Regions from separate parts of the Rattus norvegicus genome. Here region 2 is linked to region 1. The links are chromatin contacts, called in public Hi-C maps. All regions are on one chromosome and are shown on one strand. Each heading gives the region's core, a stretch centred on a gene start, on an enhancer-like site or on the middle of the called end of the contact. The rest is flanking DNA. Distances are from core to core; before and after follow the strand shown. Region 1 holds the start of Adcy2 (adenylate cyclase 2). Region 2 holds the start of Cfap90 (cilia and flagella associated protein 90).

What was found. Hi-C and Micro-C count contacts between places; a contact is called where the count stands out from the background.
Region 2: a Hi-C map of Schwann cells shows a contact between it and region 1, with 6 times the contacts expected there. The contact joins the promoter of Cfap90 here to the promoter of Adcy2 in region 1. A contact is called at or near these places in 2 of 12 Hi-C or Micro-C datasets (Schwann cells and frontal cortex).

Annotation. Positions count from the first base shown.
Region 1 is chr1:36,199,659-36,207,590 of GRCr8, forward strand. Adcy2 (adenylate cyclase 2) reads left to right here and starts at 4,396. Exons shown (of 25, transcript NM_031007.3): 1 at 4,396-4,906. The coding sequence starts at 4,685.
Region 2 is chr1:36,675,064-36,682,995 of GRCr8, forward strand. Cfap90 (cilia and flagella associated protein 90) reads right to left here and starts at 3,240. Exons shown (of 3, transcript NM_001400836.1): 1 at 2,979-3,240. The coding sequence starts at 3,224.

The DNA.
Region 1 (7,932 bases), core at 3,146-5,645:
GGTTTATTTACAAACTCAGAAATAAAGCCATGAATCAATCAGTCTACAGTGGTTCACAGCCATAATCTATGTTATCTGAATGGAACAGTCACTGTGCTATGATCTCTCAGTATATTATACTTGAATATAAGGATGTTTCTAGAATATTCCCTAACAACTTTAAAAGCATTCAGTGCTATAATTTGGGTATGAAGTGTCATATTCTCCACACACCCTTGCCAAAACTCAGGTCTTGGTTCTCAGCAGGAGGCACTAAAATGGGATCATGAGGGTCTATATTAGTTACTTTCCTCATTGCTGCAACAAAATAACCAACAAAAGCAACCTAAGGGAAGAGGGTTTATTGTGGCTCACCGTTCAAAGGCAGAGTTTATCACAGGAGGGAGGCCATGGTAGCAGGAGCCAGAGGTGGCTGGTCACATTGCATCCAGTCAGAAGCAGAGAGATGAGTGATGGTTTCTCCTACATACTCTTCCCAGGACCCCAGCCCTTGAAATGATACTATCCACTTCAATGAACTCAGTCTAGAAATTTTCTTATAGTGATGCCTAGAGGTCTGTCTCCTAGGTGACTATGGACCTTGTCAAATAGACAATCAATATTAACCATTAAAGAGCTCAATTTTCATCAGTGAGTTAATTCTTTGGTCTCTTTATCTCTGTCCCCAACTCCATCTCCATCTCTCTACTCCTACCCTGTTCGTCTACTTATCTGTCATTATGAGACTTCCTCCTCTCTCCTTTCTATGCACAGAGCTCCTTGATCATGAACTGGAATCTCTAAATTCCAATCAATGTTCCCAAATCAATCCTTCCCTTAAGGTGTCTCAGCGATTTTGGCCACAGCAAAGAAAAGTGTCCGATTCAATAAAAAATGTAAATGTTAGCTGAGTACATAAAACATATTCCACAGTGATGATGAATCAGTTAGCAGATCATTCATCCTTTTTATATATATGTTTTAGTAAATCCAGAGAGAGACATGAACACACAGGCAAGCATTATGCTAGGTTCACCTGTATTATTGTATTGGCTGGCACGTGTCCACTTCTGCCCTTAGTGTGTTTCCTGGCCTGCGTTTATTTAATCATTGTGGACACTGTGAACATTGGGAGGAGCATGGCAACACCCTTATTGACTGAACTAATCCAACTGGGTCTGAAATAGGAATGAAGAGATGGGCTTGCTTAAAGTAAAACTCACTTGTGCATTAACCTGCCCCTCAGTGTGATAACTTTCTTTTCAATCAATGAGACGCGGCCTAAGGTATGGGAATCTGATTAGGAGGCGTGGGCGGAGTCTTGAGCAGAGAAGACTTGCCTTCAGCCATAATATTCTGAGGTTCCACTTAACTGGGGAAGGTAGGAAGACTGTTGGATACAGCTTGCTGGGAGAACTGGCTTTCTAATTTGTAAAACCATCAGCAAAATGGAAGTGCAAGGTGCCTTTTTGAAAATTATTAAGAATTCAAGGTGAAGGTAACAGAACCTTGCACCAAGCACATGAATCCCTCCCCAGAAAGCCTGCCTGCTGCTTTTCCCTAGCAAGATAGAAGGCTGCCCTCTAGTGTTTCAGGGAAGGTGACGTTTCCAAATGTTCATTCCTCCCAGAGGCCTAGTTAGAGCCCCCAGAGTTTTTTCTTTGTATATTTTGTCACAGATTGATGCAGGGCACACTTACGGGCAAAGCCCCCTTGCTCCTCATGCCTTGCTGCTTTGCAGCAGTGCTGATACCTGAAGGCGTAGAAATGAGCTAGAGGACTCCTTAGGGCCCCTTTAGTGTCACAAGCCTATATTTCATGTCTTGGCTTCCTGCTAAAGGTTATTTTTCATTTTGTCTCATGCTGCTTAGGGGTTATCTTTCCTCTTCTTTTGTCTCTCTTTCAAGAGTAAAAACCATTGTAGACTCTGTAAAATATTCTTTGTCCCATGGATACCAAAACACTGATAGAGTAACACTCATTTTTAAATAGTTAACTTCTTTTAGTATTGCATAGGAAACATTGACCAAGGCTCCCATAAAAATAAACACCCCAAACAAAACAGATCCACAAACCCCAATGAAAATTACAGAGGAGGCAGATACAGCCTTGACTGTCATGGTGTTTCCTTCCTATGACCTTGGTGTATGGTGTCTCCATTAAGGCTCAAAGGAGAGGGAGAGCAAAGCAAGGAGGAACGTTGGATTTTGTCCCTGGCTGCTTCATGGAGCCCTGTCTTTCTAAGAACATGGGAAAGCCCTCCAGTGGCCTCAGGCTACCTACACTTTCCTCCCAGTATCATTTAGTGCATGCATGGTAGGCACAAAATAAAATATTTGTTTAATTAAATGAAAGAATGGGACATTAAACATCTCCTAAAGGCACAGGCAGGGTCTTTCCCATTAGGTTTTGCCTTTATTTTACTTTTATAAAATATTTTATAAAATATTCCCTTCAGCTGTCATTCCTTACCACATATGTCATGGACAGTGGATACTAAAACACATTTTTCTGCTACAGGAAAGAAAGTATTTAAGCACTACTGTTCCCTCATTAGATCTCGGATTATCTTTTCTTCCTTCTCGTGTGGGTGAAGGAGGAGGCTTTTTACTGCTATCAGTGAGGAAACGGGAGCTGGAGAGGAGGTAAGTAACAGAAGTTCTTTAGTAGGGAAGGACTGGAAATGCACAGCTCTGCCTAACCCAGACAGTCTTGCCCTGGGATGGTTCTCAGCTTCCCCACAGAGTCTGCACAGCCCACTTTGCCAAGCTTCCTGCAAGCAGACCAGCCCTGGCTATTTATAAATTCTATTCATTAGTGCTATTGTTGCTGAACCTTACTTTCGGGATGTCTAAACACCTATAAAACCTGAAAATAGAGGATTTATGGTTGCTGGTCCAGAAGAAAGGGACCAGTCAATCAGAGAGTTTGTGCCTTCAGGAGAGGTTGGGACTCAGTAGGAATGTGTGGTAAAGGGTAAGCTTTTGTTTAACAGAGGAGGGAGCCTCCATGACAAGTTTGCTTCTACTGTTAGGACCCCCTTAGTGGCAATGAAATGGGAATAGCGGGTGATATAAGAGAAACCCTCCCATCTGTGATTTCCTCCAGGACTGGGTGTGGAAGACTGATATGTCCCAGATTTCAAGCCAACTCTCTCATGAACTCCATCCTTGACCTCTGCAGAGGTTAACAAAGCTGTGTCTTCATTCATTGGATCCAGAAGACATGAACTACTGTCAAAAATAAAAATCCCCGGAAGTCCCTGAGTCTGAGTCTCTGTGCATGGCCTAGGCCCAGCATTTGAGAGATGCAGTTATTTAGCCTACCTGTCCATGCTGGTAGCCAGCTCAGGTAGGCAGGCTGAAGTCAGGGGACATGTCTAAGGCAAGACGGTCCTGGGGCTGACAAAGAATGAAAAATGGCTGTTGATGAGGTGTTGTGAACTCCTTAGAAAATGATTTGGGGAGAAAATGGCTTATGGGTTCTTGGATGGAAGGACAGGAAAATAGGAACCCTCTAGAAGAAGCCCTTTGAAGATCAGTGATTAGACCTGTCATCTAGAAACTAGAAAGAACAACAAAGGTTGAAGTTGCAGGCACAAATGCCTGCCGAGCCCGCCCATGAAGGATCTAGCTAGGTCCCCCATGCCTCGTGCATTTGGTTCCTGTAAGTAGCAAGTGGCATGCATGGGGTGACTGAATCCCAGGTCAACCTTGCCTCCAAGGAGGACAATTCCTGTTCCTTGCTCCAACTTCTGTGCCATCCCTGCCACACAGAAAGGGTTCTAGGGAGATCTGTGATAGCAAACACCGAGGTCCACGGGGCACTCACTGCTAAGGTGTGAAGAGCAAAGGGCAGAGAACAGGAGTGGCCATCTGCCTGAGGACCACAGGTATCTTCAGTTATGGTGGAATTGAGTTCATGGGGGCCATTCTTTCAAGAGGACTACCACAAGTCCTGGCGGGGACCTAACTCCTGCCCTGTATTGGGAGTCAAATTATAGCAGAGAAAGTGAAAAAGAGGCCAAATTTTTCTAAGTAGGGATACTACAGAGGGGCAGTGGTCAGGGATGTGGGACCCCTCTCCAGGGGTTGGGGGGTTAGAGCATGGCAGCCTTTTTCACTGCTGCCTTGTGAGATCATGGAGAGGCAGTGGGAACCTTGGCAGCCAGGTGAGAGACTCGAGGAGCCCAACGGTAGCCCTCAGGCTGTTTTCTGCTGTAGTGGAGAGCAGCGCTAGAGCCCCAATCTGCCTGGCTGGGGTCCAGAAGCAAGAGGAGGGGGCGCCCACTGTGTGGTCTGCGGCACGGAGGAGGGCAAGAACCCAATCTGCAGCTTTCTCTGGAGCCCAGCCTGGCCGTCGGGGGGCGGTGGTGGGCGCGGGCCGGCGCCGCCCCTGCGCGGAGGCCGGTGCGCCGCGCGCGGGGTGGGGCGAGGCGGGCCGAGGGGCCCGGTGGCTCCCGCCCTCGAGAGTGGTGGCGGCAGCGGCGCCCGGGAGCTGCCCTGAGGCCGCCCCCGGCCCCCGCCCGCGCGTCAGCGCGCCCAGCCCGGGGCTCCGAGCTCCGCCCGCGCCCGAGGCCCCTGCGTACAGCTCCGGGCGGGCCACCGGCGGGTCGCGGCGGCGCGGGGGCGGCAGGCGGTAGGCGACCGCAGAGCGGCGCTGCCCGGGCAGGGCGCGCACGGCGGGCGCCCCGCGAGCCGCCCCGATGTGGCAGGAGGCGATGCGGCGGCGCCGCTACCTGCGGGACCGCGCCGAGGCGGCGGCGGCAGCGGCGGCGGGAGGCGGAGAGGGGCTGCAGCGGTCCCGGGACTGGCTCTACGAGTCCTACTACTGCATGAGCCAGCAGCACCCGCTCATCGTCTTCCTGCTGCTCATCGTCATGGGCGCCTGCCTCGCCCTGCTAGCCGTCTTCTTCGCGCTCGGGCTGGTGAGTGGCCTCCCCGTGGCTTCGAGGGGACCGTGCAGGCGACCGTGTCCCGCCCCAGGCTGCTTCTCACCCCCTGCGCCCTGTCCAAGGCCAGCCTGGCTAGGGTGAGAGCTGCGGACACAGGAAAAGTTTCCTTGGAAGGCTTTGCCCAAAATAAAGTTGCCAGGGTGTGCTCCAGGTGGACGGGCAGGGTGTGTGGGTTCAGCATCTCTGCGCCCCGTGGCCAGCTGCGTTTTCTCCGGGCGCCGCTGCCCACAGCAGTGGCAGTCCTCCGGCTTCCTTGGCGCGCTAGCTGCCTCCCATCCCTGTCCGCGGAACGCCCCCGGCTCTCTTCTCTGAGTTTGGTCTGGTCATTATTTAACTCTTAAAACAGGCTGCTTTGGCAAAGCAGTTCATATGACAGCCAAAATGAAAACCAGATAATGCTGTGCATATTGGCTTTTGAATCTTAACGTGCTTAGCCATGTAGAGAGAAAGTGATGGAGTGTTGAGCAGATGCCCATGCCTCATCTCCAGAGACTATAAGTGAGCTAAAAATGGAAGGGCCCCTCGCTGCTTTCCCCTTTCTAGAGAAGTGTACTTTCTAGAGTCTATCATGGTTCCCTGCAGATGGTCAAAGCATGTTTTCATCACTGGATGCATTAACGCAGCCCAGTAGCTGATGCCAGTTTTCCTGCTTCATAATTTTCAGTCAGGAATCTTGAGCTGGCTCCCTGGAGCCCTGAAAGGAAATCTGTAGATGGCAGTAACTTCCTCTTAGTGCTCTCTTCTCTTGAGTGTGGTTCAAACTCCCCCCCCGCCCCCCGACCATGATTTGAGTGTATAGATTGTGTCCAAGGTCTGAATTAGCCTCTGAGTTGTCTGGTCAGTGGCTAATGTGGGATGTTTCCACTGAACGGTGTTTCCTGAGCTTAGGATATAGAGACATGCCTGTTTTCACCAGTCTTGAGCAGATTCAGCTCACGCAGCCTCAAGGGCACAGAAACTCTGTTAGGTATTTGAAAATTCGTTTTAGATACCCTGGACCATATGGCGGTCACATTATGAGTCAGGGGGAAAAAAGTTTACGTCATGGCTCAGTTTTCTAAGTGCCCTTACCAGCCTGAGTCCTGTTTTCTGATCGAGTTCCATGTGGTAAGAAAAGATAATCCAACGTGGCAGAGCATGACGTCACTGGCACTCTGCTGTAGCAGGCCAAGCAGGGAGCTCCTTTGATCCTGGTAGCCTAGGTGTAAGAGGAGGGCAGCTCTACCCCTGCCTCACTTGCTTGTCCCCACTTATAAGACCAAAAGAACTAAAAGAGAGATTTGGGGGAGCGGAGGGCGGAACCATGGCAAGCCAACAGTCTTTAAAGTCCTCACCTCACTCTCACACTGCTGGCAGGAAAACATCACAGTTGTCCTTTGGAAATGTGCTCCTTCTAAGTGTTTCTGTTTGTGAGTAATTCAAATCCTTCTGGCTGGTTCCTTCCTAAATGGAGAGGAGCAGGTGATGGCCTATTTTTAGTGCCATTAGTCTAGGGAGACAAGTGCGAAGTTCATGTTCCCCAGGGACACTACTTTGTTTTCCAGGTTAGAACGCTCTAACTTAAACCACGTTGAATTAGGTACTCTTGAATGGGTTGGTGAGAAATGCATGGGAGGAGTACTGAAGGGACTTAAGGCTTGCTTCTCTTTAAGTTGCCTTTGTTCCTCCCATTTGTCCTTAGAGAGTCCCTTTTACATTTTGCTTAGTTTAAATGTTGGGATGATAACTTTTACAAAGCCTTTGAAACCTTCATAGACATATATGCAATGTATTTAATCACGTCTGAGTTCCCTCCCCTCCCTGGACCCCTTTAGAGTCTGTTTCCCTGCCTTCTTCAAGACCACCAAAAGACAAAAGAAAACAACAACAAAAACCTGGAGTCCAATTACGCTGTCCACGAGTGCATAGCTGTGGGGTTATCCATTGGTGTATGGGAAACTGTGCCTTCTTGCAGAAGCCATCAGCAGCCAGTAGCTCCTCAGCTGGGTGCAGGACCTCACACCACTTTAAGGGCCATTGCTTTCTCTTAATATGCTCCTCATTTCCACACCTGTCTTCATTCCCTGTAACCAAGGCTGGTGTTTCCATAACTTGGCTGTCACCTAGAGCAAGGTCCACATATGACATGAAATGGATTCTTTGCCTCCGTGCCCCTGGCTGGCTTCATGCCCACTATGTAAGTCTTCAGTGTAAACTGCAGACAAGTTCCAGGGAAGATGCCTGGATCTGGTCCAAAGGTTACCTTCAGGCAGGGACTAGGGCTCTAGGGTTCTGTGAAGAGAGAAAGGCCTGAGAGATGTGGGTACTGTCCTCCAATACACAGGAGGAGAGACTGTATGACCCTTAGGTCCACAAAGATTTATCTCTCTTTTGTTTCTTGAAAAATTGTAGGCAGCATCTCCACTTTCAAAGAGGGAAACCCCATCTAGTTATTGAAAGACAGTTAAGGTAGAAACAGCGAAGGTGTGGTAGGGTTGAGTTAGAGCCATGCTTGTGTGGATGGAGATGGGAGTCCTACCCAGACTGAGCAAACACTGACTACTGAGGGGTCTGTCTCAGAGCAGGGAAGTGCCAGTGCCTCTTGGGCTCTGCAATAACAGAGCCCTCATGTGATTCAACAGTGAAACAGATCTAGGTTTTTGTTTTTGTTTTTTCATGCCTAAAACCTTGGGTAGTTTCTTTCATTCCCATGCATTTGCCTGGTTTTGCTTTCTGTCTGCCCTTCATGAGTTCTCACAGTAACAAATGGGTGGCAGTTTTCTTAAACACAGATCCTGTCTCCTAGTACAACTGGGTCACAAAATGATGCCAGGGCATTCCAAGTACATAGAAAATTTTCTGCTTTCTTTCTGTGAGTTGGTTTTGGATTTATATTCAAAATGATAAAGGGAGACTAGGGACGTAGCTTAGTGGGTGAAAGGCTTGACCAGTGTGGAAGCTCTGGGTTGTTCTCGCCGTAGCGCCACATTCAACAGCCATGGAGTTATATTGCTGGAACC
Region 2 (7,932 bases), core at 1,990-4,489, 470 kb after region 1:
ATGGCTTATGCTCTAAAATCAAGAATCGACAAATGGGATCTCATAAAACTGCAAAGCTTCTGTAAGGCAAAGGACACTTGTTAGGACAAAACGGCAACCAACAGATTGGGAAAAGATCTTTACCAATCCTACATCTGATAGAGGGCTTATATCCAAAATATACAAAGAACTCACGAAGTTATACTGCAGGGAGACAAATAACCCTATTAAAAATGGGGTTCAAAGCTAAACAAAGAATTCACAGCTGAGGAATGCTGAATGGCTGAGAAGCACCTAAAGAAATGTTCAACATCTTCAGTCATAAGGGAAATGCAAATCAAAACAACCCTGAGATTTCACCTCACACCAGTGAGAATGGCTAAGATCAAAAACTCCAGCAAGAGCAGATTCTGGCAAGGATGTGGAGAAAGAGGAACACTCCTCCATTGTTGGTGGGATTCCAGACTGGTACAACCATTTTGGAAATCAGTCTGGAGGTTCCTCAGAAAATTGGACATTGAACTACCTGAGGACCCAGCTATACCTCTTGGGCATATACCCAAAAGACGCCCTAACATATAACAAAGACACGTGCTCCACTATGTTCATAGCAGCCTTATTTATAATAGCCAGAAGCTGGAAAAAACCCAGATGCCCTTCAATAGAGGAATGGATACAGAAAATGTGGTACATCTACACAATGGAAATCTACTCAGCTATCAAAAACAATGACTTTATGAAATTCATAGGCAAATGGGTGGAACTGGAAAATATCATCCTGAGTGAGGTAACTCAATCACAGAAAAACACACATGGTGTGCACTCATTGATAGGTGAATATTAGCCCAAATGCTCGAATTACCCTAAATACACAGAACACATGAAACTCAAGAAGGATGACCAAAATGCGGATTCTACATTCCTTCTTTAAAAGGGGAACAAGAATACCCTTGGGAGAGAATAGGGAGTCAAAGTTTAGAACAGAGGCTGAAGGAACACCCATTCAGAGCCTGCCCCACATGAAGCCCATATATATACAGTCACCAGACTAGATAAGATGGATGAAGGAAAGAAGTGCAGGCTGACAGGAACCGGATGTATATCTCTCCTGAGAGACACAGCTAGAATACGGCAAAAACATAGGCGAATGCCAGCAGCAAACCACTGAACTGAGAATGGGACCCCTGTTGAAGGAATCAGAGAAAGGACTGAAAGAGCTTGAAGGGGCTTGAGAGCCCTTAGGGACAACAATGCCAAGCAACCAGAGCTTCCAGGGACTAAGCCACTACCCAAAGACTATACATGGACTGACCCTGGGCTCCAACTGCGTAGGTAGCAATGAATAGCCTAGTAAGAGCACCAGTGGAAGGGGAAGTCCTTGGTCCTGCCAAAACTGAATCCCTAGTGAACGGGATTGTTGGGGGGGAGGGTGGTAATGGGGGGAGGGTGGGGAGGGGAACACCCATATAGAAGGGGAGGGGAACACCCATATAGAAGGGGAGGGGGAGGGCTGGGGGGGATGTTGGCCTGGAAACTGGGAAAGGGAATAACAATTGAAATGTAAATAAGAAATATCCAATTTAATAAAGATGGACAAAAATAAAATAAAGTGTCTCCTGGGCCATAGGAAACCCTGTAAGGCATTTTCTTAATTAGTGATTGATGGATGAAGCACATTCTGGGAGGTGCCATCCTGGACTGGTGGTCCTACGTTCTACAGAAAAGCAAGCTGAGCAAAGTCATTGTGGGCAATCCAGTAAGTAGCACCCCTCCAAGGACTTGGCATCAACTTCTGCCTCCAGGTTCCTGTCCTGCCTGAGTTCCTGCCCTCACTGCTTTTGTATGATGAACTGTTGTAGGAGTCTGTGAGTGAACAAAGTTCTTTTCAAGTTTGCTTTTGGCCTTGGTGTTTTTCACAGCAACAGTAACCCCAACTAAGACAGTGTTCTTATTGTTTCTGCCATCTAGAGTCAGAATGTTTCCCACACCCTGGACCTTACAGACACTGCAACTAGGGTCAGGGCTTGTCTCCATTGTTACCTGAGACTTGATACAGACAGACCCCAGGGGGTTGAGCCACCTTAAGTAGAGCAACCCTGACACTCCACTGACCCACCAACTGGTAGTGGGCAGAAAGAGTGGCCCAGCATCCTGACAGTACTCCCTCAGTTTTTTATGGAATGGATGGGTAGCAGCTTCTCCCCTGTTCCCAGAGGGGCACCTCTGGTCAGCTTCCCAGGAATGGCTGTGATTGCCTGATCCCTTTATGCTCACTCCTCTTTGCCGTTCCCACTCCCAGGACACATTTGCATCACTTCACTTGCACCAAGCTCACATCTGTCCATCCTCACTTCCTGAGGTGTCTACAACTGTGATTGTGATGGCCATATTCTTGGTGCCCTTGTGCCTCTGTTCAAGGTCTCTCTCTTGCCTACTAACCATGTCTGCCTCACTGGTGTCAAATTCCAGCCCCTTCACAAGTGATAACACAGGGGGCCCTGACCCAGACTCTGGTATTTAACCCTAGCTAACCCCGAGACCAGTTCCACATCTGTAAAACAGGAGGCTTCCGTGCTAGCCAGTTTCGCACCCCTATACAATTCCTTTGGACTCTGCAGCTCAGTGCAGTTTGTCCTGGGCACCACCCTCTACCTAGAGCTGCAGTACCTCTAAAGCCTCTAGTACTTTGACCCCGCCCCTCCTACCTTGGCTAGCTGCCCTTGGACAATATCAGAAATAGTCCTTCCCAACCCTCTCCTCACAGTATTACTACCACACCTGAAACCCTGCCCTATTACTGTCTGAACAGCTCAAGTTATGTGGTCCCACCCCAGGCCTCTCTCTAGCACTGAAGCCCCGCCCTCATCACATTCCTTTCCGCTCTGAGCCCTCCCTGATAGTGCGGACTCGTGTGTGTGTGTGTGTGTGTGTGTGTGTGTGTGTGTGTGTGTGTGTGTGTGTGTGTGTGTGTCCCTCCTCTCTCTCTTGGACCTGCTCACCTGGCCCTCGCGACTGAAGTAGCTGTGCTCCTTGGGGCCCTGATGCCGTGGAGGGATGTAGCTGAAAGCTGATATCGCTGAGATGGGCAAAGGTCGGGGTTTGCCCCGCAGGGTTGCGGCGGTAATTTCCTCCTCCTCCTCCTCTTCTCCCTCTTCTTCTCCTGCCTCCTCTTCCACCTTTTCCTCCTTCTCCTTCACGCCACCGGGGTCCATCGCTCGCTGCTCCTTCTTGGCGGGTCCCTCCATCAGGCTTCTGCGTCCCTCCAGGCGTCTGCGCTCGGTCGTTGCCTAGCAACTGCGCCTTGTTCTCAGCATCCACTTTGTGACGTTCCTTGACGCGTCCTTCTAGTTCTTTTCACTTCACAACCTGAGCAGGTGTGTTTGTGGCTTTCCAAGTAGGAGCCACCTAAGGGACCACACCCAATCCTCTACATCTGATTACCAGCACAGTTTGTTTTAAGTTTTGGGCATTCCTTAACTTTGCAGATCATGACAGAAAGCTACTATGCGTCAAGATCTGACGGTTCAGCCCTGAAACAAACAGCCCTAGGTCACAGAGAGCTTACAACTTGGTGAAGTCAGATGACAAAGATGAGAAAGGCTACAGAGGTCTAGGGAGTGTGATCCAACAGAAAAATGAGGGCCATGTGTATATTGCACATATTGAAAAGGCTAAGGGCAGAGAAGCATGGGCTGCACACATGTACCTGGCATTTCATATGTGGGCAAGGCACAGGAGCAGAGGAGAGTGACCTTGGCACAGGAGTCAAGTTCATAGGATTTCAGGCAGCTCTGATCATGCTCCCTCCTCAGCTCCAGGAAGCCCACTCCCTCCTTTCCTCTGTTCTCCCCTGGTAGTTTGCCTGAGTAGACCATGAGTCAGAAAAAAAGACCACCATAAAGCAAGGTCTCAACGCCTTTAGTCTTGCTGGAAATCACTTAGCGAGGTCACTTAGTGACCATCTACCTGGAGCTTGGAGATGTGTAGAAAACAGAGCCATCACCCTTCTCCCAGGAGCAGAAGTCACAAGAGCATGCCAGTTAAATGTTATCGTCCCCATGAAAGTATCAGTAAAATAAAATAAAGTACCCTCTATAATCAATCTACTGTCAACCTTTCCCACCTCTCCCAGCCTTTCCAAAGACAGACTGAGAGGTCAGCTGAGGCCCCTTGCAAGCTTTGTATAAATGATAAAGTATACACACTTGCACAGGTAGACGGGGCTGACAGAAACTATGTGAGAACTCGGCTCCAGCATAGCCCAAATTGAGATTATTCCACTACAGAAATCCCGTTCACAGCCATTCAGACATATAATTTTGCTAGCTGCAATTTCATTCAGTTACTTATTTTGTTAGTAGTAAAAGAAAACTTCACGAATAGCACTTTAGTTAAAAACAATCTCGGGGTTGGGGATTTAGCTCAGTGGTAGAGCGCTTGCCTAGGAAGCGCAAGGCCCTGGGTTCAGTCCCCAGCTCCGGAAAAAAAAAAAAAGAACCAAAAAAAAGAACCAAAAAAAACCAATCTCTAGTTAGCTTTAATTTTAACTGTCAGTGCCACACAGCCTGGAGTCAGGAAAAGGAATCTCAGTAGAAGGCTCACCCCCATTAGATTGTACTGTTGGCATGTCTGTGAGGACCGTCACAATGTCGGAGGATTCAGCCTACTGTGGGTGTACCAATCTCTGGCAAGGTGGTCTTGGATTATATTTCTTCTTATAGCTAAGCATGAACCTGCAAGCAATCTGGCTAGTAGCATTCTTCTATGGTTTCTGCTTTGAGTCTCTGCCCTGAGCTCTCTCAAGGATGGACATGGACTGAAGTGTAAACAAAATTGAACCTTCCCTCCCCTGAATTGCTTCTCTTCAGAGTATTTTATCACAGCAACGGAGGGGAATGAGCACACATAGAAGGCAGGCTTTGTTCACAGATATGGCAGTGGGTGTAGGGACTACTGCAATGGGTCTTTCAGCCTGAGATCGAGATCAGGTTCAATTGCCAGGTCTCACAACATTCCTGAAACTAGCAAGATACACAGGGCATCTAGCCAGGAGCCAAGGAACAAGTTTGGTGCCATGGATTAAGAGAGGAAAAGTGGGGGCTGGGGATTTAGCTCAGTGGTAGAGCGCTTACCTAGGAAGCGCAAGGCCCTGGGTTCGGTCCCTAGCTCCAAAAAAAAAGAACCAAAAAAAAAAAAAAGAGAGAGAGAGAGAGAGAGAGAGAGAGAGAGAGAGAGAGAGAGAGAGAGGAAAAGTGAGGGTACAGGGGTACTGGCTAAACCTACCTGGCAGAAGACCTCCTGAATACAGACCAGGCAGTCAGGGATACCTTGGAGGATTGTGGATGGTGCAGATCTAGTGAGGAAGGTTGAGCATGGATAGAACTTAGTGGAGTCTTGTTATACTAACTTTGGGTTCTTTTGCTAAAACTAAATTGTGCAAGGAAAAAGCATAGATTGCCTAATGTGGGATGGAAAACAGCTAATCACCTCAAACAGTGAACCAAAGTAATAATTACATCAAAGTATAACTTCGAGAATAAATGAGTTTACTGTGGTTACTTATAGGAGTGTACAAGAAAGGTTACTTAAAGAAGCAAATACAACTAAAATAATCTTGTCGCCAAAAAGCCGAACCCAGGTGTCAATTTACAAAAGCTCAAACTCTGGAGACTTCAATGTGACTCAGAGATGTCTCCATAGGTTAGAGAACCTTCGCTGAGTAGCTCAACTTATTCTTTTCTCCACCAGCAATCTTTCACTGCTTCTGTAACCTTGGTGAGATGTAGTCTGTATTGTTAGTTTCAGGAACTTGGTGAGACTTAGTAGTTATTTAAGTCCTGAGCTCATGAGCATTTCCCCTTCTTTCCTGAAGGAAATATTTCAACTTAAAAATTCCAGGTCTATAAAGAGACTGCTCCAGATAGAACACCTGAACCCACAGGAAACTGCTAAACAACAGAAGATTCAGAATCCTGGCCAAAGTTGACCAGGCGAAGAGTTTGTGATTTTATTAGACTGAAAGCTCTCCAGGGCATGGTCACTTGAATCTTTTATCTTGGATGGTTCAGTAGGTACTCAGCAAGTACTTGATGACAAATAAAAATTGGTGCTTTAACCAATCCCTGACATTATAAATGATGCTCTCTTAGGCTTACAGACAGAAGCATGGCTGCCCTCTGAGAGGCTCCACCCAGCAGCTGACTCAGACAGATGCAGACACCCACAGCCACACAGCAGATGGAGCTTGGGAACTCTTATAGAAGAATAGGAGGAAGGATTGCAGGCTCCAATGAGATAAGAACTCCACAATAAGACCAACAGAGTCAACTGACCTGGATCCTTGGGGCTCTCAGAGACTTAACCACCAACCAAAGAGCATACATGGGCTGGACCTAGACCTCCCTGCAGCTTGGCCTTCATGTAGATCTCAAACAACTGGAGTGGGGGCTATCCCAGAAGGTGTTGCCTGTACATGAAATGCGTTCTCTTTGCTGGACTGCATTGTCTGGCCTCAGTGGAAGAGGAAATGCCTAGCCTCACAGAGATTTGAAGTGCCAGTGTTGTAGGGAGGAGGGTATTCAGGGGCCCCTACTGGGCTCAGAGGAGAGGGGGAGGGGAAAGGATTGTGGGAGGGGATGACTGGGAGTGGACAATGAGCAGGATGTAAAATGAGTAAGTAAAACAATAAAATTCAATTTTTAAAAAATGTTGCTTTAGCTTGAGTTTCCTCTAAATTTGAGTCTAACTAGGGATCAGATGCTCATGAATTATTTAGGAGGTAATTCCAGGGAGCAGGAGAAGGGGCCACAAAGACTGAGAAGCAGGGGAGGCTGGATCAGTCCATGATGTTGGACTAGGACCTGGAAATTGCGTGTCCTGAAATCCTAAAATTGATTGACATTTGTCTGTCTGTCTGTCTGTCTGTCTGTCTGTCTGTCTGTCTGTCTGTCTCTCTCTCTCTCTCTCTCTCTCTCTCTCTCTCTCACACACACACACACACACACACACACACACACACAGAGATCCTGGTTTCTCCTTTAGCACAATCAATGCCGTGAATTTGCTGCCCCCTAGTGACAGCCTAAGAGGATATCCCTGCCGATTCCAGAGTCTGTGCCTAACAATTTTCACCTATTTTCTTTTTTCACTGCACTTGTTAAAATATAACAAGATTAGACCTTATTCAAAATTGTCAAATATGTGCTACTAAGAGCTACTGCCTGGATATGCTTGTGATCACAGCAATCAGGCACAAAGATTCAGAGGCACGGACACTCAATTTAGAGACCCAGATGTGACTGTACCAGATTCATGCCACTTGGTGAAGCCAAAAACTATTTATTAGACTATTTTTATGACACAAACACTCTCAGGATTAAAATCTAAACAGAGTGCTCGCTTCGGCAGAACAATACTAAAAAATCTAAACAGAACCAGGGTTGGTTGATTCTCCCTTTCTTTCCTGGGAACATCCCCTTTGCTTTGTACCAGGCATGACAGCCAGGGTCCCTGTGCTCCAGATCCCAACTCAGACTACAGATCATTCTGGGCCTAAGCAGATGGCTTCTGTGCATGCTTCCAGAGTGCCACTGCTCTGTGCGAGTGCCCCTGGTATGTGTATCATTTGACTTGTGTAGTCTTTACAGGTTTAACTTTCTTGTGGTGAGCCTTAACATGGCTAGAATCCTTACATGAGGACACACTTCAAAGAGAAGTGAAGAGGCAAGAACCCATACACACCCCAACGGAAGGAAGCCATTTAAAATGTAACATCACATACACACACACATGAACATGCACACATGCACACCTACTGATCATATGTCAATGCCAGGAACAGACCAAGGCTCCCCAGGGCACTACAAAGTACACAAAGCAGTAAAGTGTTCAAAGGTGCGTATCTTGCTGACACCATGACTCTGGACTCCTAGCCTCAAACTGTGAGGGCTGATA